2 separate regions of the Danio rerio genome follow, and region 2 is linked to region 1. A link is a contact called in public HiCAR-type data. All regions are on one chromosome and are shown on one strand. Each heading gives the region's core, a stretch centred on a gene start, on an enhancer-like site or on the middle of the called end of the contact. The rest is flanking DNA. Distances are from core to core; before and after follow the strand shown.

Region 1 (5,606 bases), core at 973-3,472:
TTGCCCTCATCATTGTCAAACCTGTATTAAAAAACAGACATACTGAACTAATTTTCCTTTTTCCCACAATCACAAATCATGTAAAGCCATGATGACTATGTAGGTTAAAATATTAATTTTAAAGGCTGAAATACACTGCTCACCATCATGTCATTGAACATTTCATGTGTTACTTAATTTTGGTTTAAATAAGTAGTTCTTGGTGCAAAATGTCTTTTGAAAAAGCAAACAAAACACAACCATGAAATTTGTGGTCTGCTCAAAGTGTACCATGTTTATACACAAATTGTTTTGTTTTCCTTTTTTTTCTTTAAGGGATTTACATTTTAAATGTCTTATGTGTGCATAATGGTTTCATGTGACATTGTGATATTTGCATGAACAATCGTATTTTTCTCTGGGTAGACCTAAAGTGTCTGAGGGTCAGTTTAAATTCATTGTGTTCCTCAATGTTTTGATTGTAATCTCTACATTTAAAAGGGAGATTTCAATAGTAACATGAGTATTTATATATATTTTGTCACTCACATCATATGAAAATGATAGCAACATTTTTTGTACCAATTTCAGTAATATATTTGCTATAGATGTTAAGATTGTGCCTTATGAACGACATGATGCAAAATAAAGGTTTGGTAAAAACTACGAGAATATTTCAAATCATTTTCACTTTGATCTTAAATTGTGTTATACAGGCCCGTTGCCAGGGAGGGTTTGGGTGGATCTATTTTGACTGCCATGCCATCATAAATAGTGAAAATAACCCATTAAAAATGGCTTTAAGAGCAAACAGAATCCGTGCTGATGGAAACGGAATGTTGATTCAGTGTGGCTTCAGCTAATAAGTTTTGCCCAATGATATGATCCAGAGTCCAATATCCAGCTGTGCAAGTGAACACACAAAATGATGTAAAAGAAGTCATCTTTCACTACTGTATTGTTTTTAAATAGAAAAAAAAAACATTTTACAAGTAACTTTTATTATAAATAATTTAATATTTTCTTGTTTTGAAATGGCTAAATTCTGACTGAGGAAGGTTGAATGTGCTGGCCAGTTTATTTGTCTCATAAATGACAATAAGCTACAGTTTTTAATGTAAAACTTTAACAGATTCCTTTTTTTTCTAATGATATATGATGTAATAAATTTATAATTTTAAAAAATAAGTATTTTATCACATTTATTTATTCTAAATCTTTAGGAAATATTTGGTACATCAAAAAGTGTGGTTATAATGACCACCATCCAACAAGTGAATTCAGCTAAAAATTAGTGCTTAAAATGTCACTAAAATGCAGTATTTAAATTTAATAACTACATTGAAAGTTACTGCAAAAAGGTCTATGTTTGAAAAAAAAAAAAAAAAAGAACCACTAACTTCACCAGGCTACAGGCCTGTATCTATCTAAATGAAAAAAAAAAAATCCCAGCCCAACGATTTGCGTCTGACAATTACGTAACCTCTGTTTCCATGTGAAATGCAAATTCACATCCTTCACAAGAGTTTAAACCAATTCAAAGTTAGTTGTTATTCGACTGACACGTAATTTATCCTATCAGAGTGCTGTATTGTAGTGACTGGGCGGAACAAATACTGTCACGTAGGACAAAGGAATGAACATCACGCTTGTAAACTACTAAGGATACTGTTTCTCTAGTGCCTGGAGCAGACTGATCTGAGGGAGGATGAATAATCGGCTTCATAATAATTACTCACGCTCCCTTGTTCTGTTGTCATCTTGCTAAATATACTTTATGTGGTTCATTTGACCCGAGGAAGTAAATAGGGGTTACATATTGAAAATCCAATAAGCGTTCAGGTAACCGTGCTTAAACATAGAACATTTTTAAATATCCATGAAGGTAAACTCCACTGAGGTTTTAAGGTATTTTGTGACTGCGAAACGTGCATGAATAGTCAATGAATGCTATGCTAGTGTCTGATTGGTTTTCTGTTGTCGAACTCGTTGACATATTCAATCAACCATCGTTTACTGTTAACTTTTTGAGGTTAAAATAATACTGAAATTAGGGCCAAAGAGTAAAAGCGGTACAGACACATTGTTTAAAGTAGCATTAACCCGGAATTCTAAAATAAACCATCATAAGCTCTTCTGTAATAGCTTAACTTGAAGAATGGTGTGATACCTGCATCACCTGAGCGCTGGGTACACACTGTGCGTCATGCGTAAAGGGCGGGACTTGTGAGATCTCCCAAACAGAACAGTTACACACAGTAGCTTTGAACGACGCCGGACACACGGCAAACATCAAGCAGGGACGTACTTACAAAGAGCAATTTTAGTCCCGTTTGAACTTGTATTTAAACATGTCTTTGGGTGACCAGCAGTGGTATCCCACCAGCGTTCAGGTAACCGTGCTCAAAGCACGAAACTTACGTATCAAGGGCAAAAATGGAACGAACGACGCCTATGCCATCATGCAGGTGGGCAAGGACAAGTTTTCCACCTCGGTAGCGGAGAAATGCGTCTCACCGGAATGGAAGGAGGAAGCGACGTTCGACTTGCCGCTGGTACATCAGGGGGACGTGGAACGATGCACGCTGTACATCATCGCCATGCACCGTGCCCTGGTGGGGCTAGACAAGTTTTTGGGGCAGGCTGTCATCAATTTAGTGGACCTCCACGCCAACAGATCACGCAAGAAAACCGAGTGAGTGCCGTTCTGTCTTATACGGAAATAATGTAGATATGACATTATCTGAGTGTCATAAAATATGCCACTGACTCAAAAGTTTAATTAATAAACTGCCGATGAGTTAACCATAGCTAGTTTTGGTCTATGATTCTGCATGGAAAAGTTTTAATACTCCGCCCTTTTAGCACGGCATATTATTATTAGGGGGTCAAGCGCGTAGCGCTGAAACCCTATTGTATTTGTTAGGATTTTTATTATTATTATTATTCTGCCGAAGTCACTATTGCCCAGGCCAAACCGTAAGGCCGAGAGAGCTGAAACTTGGCCAGAAGGTAGTACCCCGGTACACTACGTTCTCACCAAAGATCAGCCAAATCGGACCATAGGTGGCGCTATGGCGCCAAAAACCCACTTTTTGGACATTTTTGGCCGTTATTTGTTTACCGTTTGTCGTAGACTCAAAAACTTTACATATTTTGAATCCTTGGGTTAACCCGAACAAAAGTGCACAGCTGCACTTTTTGCTCTACGGCGCACCGTTTTCCCGCTACATCGCAATTTGTCCGAAACCTATTTTTGCGAACTAGTCCTAGGTTTTTCACTCAATCTAAACCAAACCAGCTCTCAAATGTTCTCTAGACACTGAATATCAATAATTATCAAAAAAAAGTTGACATTTTTATTCTCACTCGAAACAGTACACAACAATGTTCAATGCTAATTGAAGCTAAATGCTAATTGTGGCTATAACTTTTGAACGGAATGAGATATCATCACCAAACTTGGTACACACATGTATAAGCTCAATTTCAGGTCACAGTGCAAAAACAGTAGACTTTGGCCACACTGTGGCGCTATAAAGCTTAAAAACCATAAAATGACTCTAACCTTACAACCGTTAGTCCGATCAACTTGAAATTTGGCATGCAGTGTCTTTGATCAGTTTGCCATGAATCATTATAAGGACATTGGCACATCTCAAAAAACATGGCCGCCATTAGCCAATAAATATTGAGCAGCCATTTAACAAGGTTAACGATCAGTGATCGTAACGAAACTCGCTGGGCATGTTCGACTCACTGTCCTAGAGGTCTGTAAGAATTTTGAAAGAAATCGGCCACTAGGGGGCGATTTTACACAATTTTAAGGTGTAATGAGTTGTGTATCACACAACCTTTTGCAAAACCACAGAAAATACATATCATATGATAGGCCTGCTTATACCGAACAGTTTGACACTAAAATCACTGCTGTCACTCGCACTGTTCATTAAATATTCATCAACATATGAAAAACCTACTTTTGCGAACTAGTCCCTGGTTTTTCACTCAATCGCAACGAAACCAGTGTTGGTGGAATCTCTGGACTGTGTAGATCAATAATTATCAAAAAAAAGTTGAACTTTTTACTTTGGCTAGCTGTAACAGGCTAATTTACAAAAGGGGCGTGTCCACACGGACCTACATGCCTGTAAACCAATAAGGAAAACTCACAACATCACAGAAATTGGTGAGCACATGTGCCATATCAATGAGAAGAAACTTGCAAAATTTTGTGAAGATCAAACCATAGGTGGCGCTATAATAGCAAAAATAGTCTTAAAAACATGCCAAATGGCTTAAAAATAAAGTAAATGTGCTTCATTTAAACACTATTTCACAAATACACTTAATCTACATATCATGTGATAGGTCTGCTCATACCGAACAGTTTGACACTAAAGCCACTGCTGTCACTCACACCGTTCATTAAAAAACCATCAATATAAACAAAACATACTTTTGCGAACTAGTCCCTGGTTTTTAGCTCAATCACAACGAAACCAGTGTTAAATGAACCTCTGGACTGAGTAGATCAATAATTATCAAAAAAATGTTGAACTTTCCATTTTAGATAGCTGTAACAGGCTCATTTACAAAAGGGGCGTGTCTACACGAACCTACATGCCTGTAAACCAATAAGAAAAACCCAAAACATCACAGAAATTAATGAGCACATGTGGCATATCAATGCGAATTAACATGCAAAATTTTGTGGTGATCGGGCAATAGGTGGCGCTATAATAGTAGAAATGGTTCTAAAAACATCATAAAATGGCTTAAAAATGCAGTAAATGTGCTTCATATACACACCTATCACTGAAATGATGTACAAGTTAATTTTTCTTGCCCATATTGGATGTTTAAATGTCTTAAAAACACATATTTTCAATATTCTATCATTTTAGCCACTATAACACAGACTTTTAACTGTCACTTACCATTTCTAACCACTAGATGTCACAACAAGACCACTTATTTATTGTTCATAACATTTGCATACCTTTGTTGTTTTACATCTTTTTGATTTGAAATCAGGGAAATTGCATTTAGGATCATTCTGAATCATATTTTGACCTGATATAAACACTGCTATGCATTAAACATCTAATTTGGTCACAGTTAACCTCTGTGTAATAATTCTAATAGGCAAAACTGGTTCTATAATTAAACACCTTGTTTTAAAACATGTGTAAAGAAAATCACAACTGTTGCAACTAGATGGAAGTAACAGACCACTCATAGTTTATAGTTTATTTTACTGCTCTATAGCAAAGAATGTTATGTAATGTAATGCATTCTGAATCCCAAATTGACATGAACTGAACACAATTAATGCATTTAAGATTAAATTTTGTCAAAGCTTGTCACATCTTTTACTCTGTAGATTTTTTAATTCTTTTAATAAAACACAAAATTATTACTTTATATAGTGATATAGTTTTGTCATTTTTGTTGGGAAGAGCTAAAATAGCCAAAACTCATGAATGGATTGAAATATCTACACCAAACTTATTACACATATGCAAGTGGTTAATCAGAGGTCATAGCATGAAACTCGTAGACATTGGCCACATGGTGGCGCTATACATTGTAAAATCACTGTATCTGAGTAACCATTTATCTGA
Region 2 (5,501 bases), core at 1,845-4,344, 140 kb before region 1:
ACATGAGGTGGTCATCTTCATAGAAGTGAATGCTGTTGTTCAGCCACAAGAATAGAAATCTTTTCTAAAATAGAAATATCAGGTGTTGGTTAGGGCAAAACATGGAAAACCTGTAGCATTGAAAATACATTGTTGCATGTAGTTGTGAAATTGTGTAGGCTTAATAGTCAGGCACGCTCACTCTTGTTGGTGTCGTCAATATGGAAACCTGCATTTGCATAGAGTCGGTTTTGGGAGAGCGACAGGGTAGAACATGTTTGATAAATTGTTACTCTGCTGAGATTTTGAGAAATTTAATGTGTTTTAATTCAGTTGAGTTTATCCAAGGCTGTGAATGTCAATCAACACTTGCTTAATCACGTAACGATAGTTAATTTTTTTTTAATGAGTAGAGTAAGGTTTGATTTTACTACGCTCATTTCATTTGGTAAATTTGTCTATTGGGTTTTACAGTGAACATGTTAAAATAAATGTTATGTGGCTTGCTATCAATATTATCAAACACTATTAAGGCAGATAATACATCATTGGCTAACCTCAACTAGTTTCCTCCCTCACATACTTCACAAAACAGGGAATCGCACAATGTAACTTACAATGTCACTGTGATTTAGTACAATTGTTACATTTAGCTGGTATCACATCTCTGCTTTTAGGCCTTGTGTCATTGTTAACATTTGTTTAGGATTGTGATATAAAAAAAAAAAAAGAATAAACCTTTAAAAAATCTTTGCCACTGCTTGAGTGTACAGCCAGAGAGAGACCAAGTACAATTTGTGTTGATCTCTAATGTGTAATTGTAGCTACATTTGGTACTTATTTATTCTTTTAAAATTGTTATTTGTAATTTTTTTTAATGGTTTACTTATTTGATGTCTGAGTTAGTGTTGTATTACATAATGTACAATTTTGTAATCAACATATTTGATTTTACTCTTCTTTTAGCTATATTTCATTTTTTATAAAAGTTCTAAATACTATTTCTTACAATTCAACAACACTAAATTGGTTAAATACTTTAATCCAACAAGCACTGAACTATTAAAAGAACAAAAATTTTTCACCAAGAGACTGGAAAGAATTGATTCATAAAGTTTTTTTGTCTTAACTTTTTGAAATGCTAAATGTATCTGTTCATTTATCAATTATAATCACCCATGTCCATCAACACTGGAATAACGAAAATCTATTTCAGAACATTAATTAATTTACATCCTCAACCGTATATAATTTACAAAAACCAATCAATTCAATTGTGTAATTCATTGTCTTGCTTTTGTTAAATTCAGAATATAAGTTACCAAAACAACATGCATTAGGCAAGAGTAGGCTACAGTCATTAAAATGTTAAGAAAGTGTTAAGCCCAAGCTGGTTGTTTGGTTTTAGCTGGGCGTCCAGTCTGGCAATAGAGGGGTTTTTGGTCATTTCTAGGCTGGTCTCAGCCATTTCCAGCCTGGTCCTAACTGGTCAGGCTGGGAAATGACCAGCTAAAACCACCTAAACCCCCCTTGCAGCCTAGCCAGTCTGGGAAACCAGCCTAGGTGGTTTTTGGTGGTTTTAGCTGATCTAACCTGACCACACTCAAAAAAAAATTATAATAAAAATTTTATATATATATATATATATATATATATATATATATATATATATATATATATATATATATATATATATATATATATATATATATATTTGCACACGCTGCAAAAAAAAAAAAAAAAAAAAAAAAAAAAACGTGCTGGATTAGTTGGTGGTTTATTCCGCAGTGGCAACCCCGGATTAATAAAGGGACTAAGCTTTCTGTAGTTTAACAGCCGTTTTTTTTTTATTTTTTTTTTTTTTAGGTTTTTTACGTTTAGTGTAACTTAATCGATTTGTGTTGGGACAATAAATTGTTTGGAGTCCTGCTTTTTTCCAGTGCAGCTAAGACCAGGCTAGAAATTGCTGAAACCAGCCCAAGACCCCTCTAAAACCAGGCTGATCAACCAGCTAAAACCAGCCAACCACGTTAGTCTCGTTTAAGTTTTTTTTTTTTTTTTTTTTTTCAGCAGGGAACTGTAGTATCAGGTTAAGAATAGAATAAATATGATTAATACATTTATTTGTTGATCTTTTTTTTTTTTTTTTAAGATTTAAGATTCGACCGATATCACTGCATAAAGAAACGAGATAAAAATAGTTAACATGAAAATTGCAATGACATAGTCACAGTATTCAAGGTTCATTACATTGATTTATTACATTATTACACACTGGCAGTGTTTAATAACATGCAAGTCCTACGTATTTAATTGTATTACTATAATAATTTAAATAAAATAGCATATAAATTTATATTTTATAGTGTAGTAATTGGTTAATATGTAAAATGTTCGAGCTGTCATAAATATACCTATAGTGGTAACTGACATTAAACTCGCTGCGCTAGGACCGCGCGGTTCGGGCAGAGGAATGTGCGCACTGAGGCTGGAGCTGAGTGTGAGTGTGACAGGATGGCAGAGGAAAAGCGCCAGAGTCCTGGAATTAAAATCGTGACCATTATTCAAAGTCAGATTGCGAGTGACACCGCACGGACCCCGGAGCTCACCGTAGTCGCAGTCCGTCATGTCTGCCGACGCGCGGCTGCAACACATCTAATGGCATTTTTCCTCTTCTGTGAATTACTCCAGAAAAAGTATGGACAACGGTTTCTTTGAGGAGTCGTAATTGCGCTGCGCTTAAAGTACAAGAGTAAAACTTAACTTTTCTTTAGAGAGGCGACAAAGTGACTATTCTGCGAGCTCATTTTTAAAAGTTGTACGATTTTATTTATTTATTTTACCATCTTGGACGTGGAAGAAGGAAAATGCATGATGGAAATATGACATGATGGATGTATTTTATTGCTTCAGTGACAGGAGTGCTGTCATGTTTCAGCAGAAGTAAAGAGTCTTGTTGTCTGGTGATCTATCCACTCACAGTTTGGAAAGGAGTAACTTTTTAACAATTACAGTTTCTATAAGCTCGGATACTTTAAGCAGTTATCACTCAAAAGTGTATGCCCTGATGTCATGGGCTGACCTGGGACCGCATAGTTGATAGTGTGGGGTACAATGTCGGGACCCTGCGTCCGCATCCCGTTTTGGGTTCGCGTGTTTCTCCTGCTGCTGCTTTATAGAATCGCTGCGGGCTGCCCGGAGCTTTTTTCCAGCGGCTGCAGCTGCACGGAGGACCGCAGTAAAGCCCACCCTACTCCCGGGACTCGGAGGAAAGTGAGCTGCGGTGGAAAGGAGCTGACTGAAACGCCCGAAGTCAGTCTGCTCCCAAACAGGACTGTCTCTCTGTAAGTATTCGTTTAGTGTTTCTCCTTAGTGACTTTGTCAATGTTATATTTCAGGGAAATAAATCACCCAGTCTCCCAGTACATCTTTAGTTGCATTTTGTGTTTTATTTGTGTTACTTAAACCTTCATAATATAGTTTGGACAAACAATTAAGAGGCTATACCTCAGTTTGCAGTAGGGTTTGTGGTGCTGTTTGAGAATAACATTAACCAAAATTGTTCAAAAAGCTTAAAAGTTTATCAAGAAGCAATTAAAACAAATCTCCAATAACTCTCTAATGAGTGTATCAATGACATGACCTTGGTTAAACAGTTGCGTCTACAGAATTTACTATAAAATTCTGACAGCAACAGGTCATGATGTCCAAATGGCATTACAACACAGATGGAGGCAAAGTTCGGGGACTTGGCAGCTTTTAGCAGCTGTCAAAATGTAACTCTATGAGAAGTCCAGCACCAATTTTACTTGTCATATATTTCTTAACCACTTTCTGATTGCTACAAATATGTGTGCACTTGTTGGTGCACTATAAGAAACATTTAATTAGATTTTATTTTTATTTTGTTTGCACTTACAACTGCTCAACATTTCAGCTATAATGGAAATATTAAAAGGAAACTACTGTACAAATAATTGGTATTACGCTCTGATACAGCTTCTCTTGGACCAATGCCCAAGAGATAAGCTTAAGATGCAGGTTGTTTTAAAATACATTGGAAGTATAGTTATGAGCTTAAAATATTATTTTAAAATGGAAATAAAAGTAACATTTGAATTTCTCACAAAGTGAAACAATCACTTAAGTGAGTACTGAGAGTGTTAGGTATACACTGTACTAATAGTTGTCTGTTTGTTTCAACTATATAATTAGCTGAAACACCATCATGTTTTATGTTCAATTAACTTAAATTAGTAAAAATAATTAATAAGTTAACTTAATTTTCTCGCTTCTGTCGTTCAAAGACATATCAAATGTTTGGAACCCAGCATTTTTTTGTTTGTGAGCATATGTGCTGATTAAAGCATCGTATCTCCACACTCATCTACTGTTTACACACAAGCATGCTCACACTAAACACCTTTAGCCTTCAGCTAAATTAGCCATCATATAGTTGAATTAAAAGGAAATACATCTAAACCCCCAAATCTCTCACCAACCCAGTATCTGTGCATTTTAATTGCCGACCGCCTCCTTCCTTTTTCATGGCTGTGGGATTCCAGTCTGTTATAATGGACCATATTTGTAATGTCTGTGCAGGAAGGAAGTAAAACCCATTGCAAAGTGTGGCTGTAGCTAGTTATGACCTATTGTGCTATTAGCTTGATGACTACTCTCCTACTTGAGACTAAGGCTGTGGCTGTTTGGGCACCTGTACAAAAACCTTATTGGACAAAATATGCGCTTAATCCTGGTGTGAGACAAGGAAGATCAGCCTAGAGCTATGTATATTTGTTTTGGTGAGGAGAGTGCAATTCTTCGTCTGTTTCTTGACATGGACGCCTGAGCAGTCGTCCAACGTTTTCAGTAGGATCAACTTGAATATTGGTGTGGAAAAGCAGGAATTAAACACTCACCATTGCAGTGACTTTCAATGATGCCCTCCTGCTCCACAGTGGGAGCAGAATTGCCTGCACATGGCTGTCATAACAACGTAAACATTAAAAGCTTTGAAACGCTGTGAACAAGCCCAGGAGAGGAGTATGGAGCTTGAGGATTGGTCCCCTTAGAGGAGGAGGCCCAGGGTAGCCAGGACTCCATTTAAAGAGGCTAGTGGTTCTGCTTAATAACCGCTAACATCTGCTCAACACATTGCCTCTGTGAAACCAGAGGAAATGGGCTGAAAAAAAAAAAAAAGATAGGAAGGGGGCAAAAGTAGGCTGGGTGGTAGACGATGGAGGCGTTTGGAGACAAGCTCTCATGAGCCTTTGCACCTCTTAATATCTTTTATTTGTTTTCCAAACATGTGGAAAGTGCACCGTGTGGCACTTTTATGAGGCTTTGTGCGTTAGAAATGTTCATAGTCCTCTGCCCCCTGAAGGGAAAATGAGTAACGTTTAATGAAAATGCCGCTCTCAGCACAAGTTTAGTTGGGTGTTTTTCAAGGTAGTTAATAAGACTGCAAATTTCTCAAGGTTGTCTTTTGGTCTTTATACATGCAGAATATTTAAAATTAATAT

What was found. HiCAR-type assays count read pairs that join an accessible place to other places.
Region 2: a contact with region 1 is called in a HiCAR-type map of caudal fin, with 6 times the contacts expected there. The contact joins the promoter of adgra2 here to the promoter of rab11fip1a in region 1. A contact is called at or near these places in 2 of 4 datasets of contacts at active chromatin or transcription factors (caudal fin and embryo).

What each region holds. Positions count from the first base shown.
Region 1 is chr8:44,910,470-44,916,075 of GRCz12tu, reverse strand. rab11fip1a (RAB11 family interacting protein 1 (class I) a) reads left to right here and starts at 2,222. Exons shown (of 5, transcript XM_073910942.1): 1 at 2,222-2,674. The coding sequence starts at 2,331.
Region 2 is chr8:45,048,539-45,054,039 of GRCz12tu, reverse strand. It overlaps adgra2 (adhesion G protein-coupled receptor A2), which reads left to right and starts at 3,094. Exons shown (of 19, transcript NM_001318071.1): 1 at 3,094-3,323. The coding sequence starts at 3,094.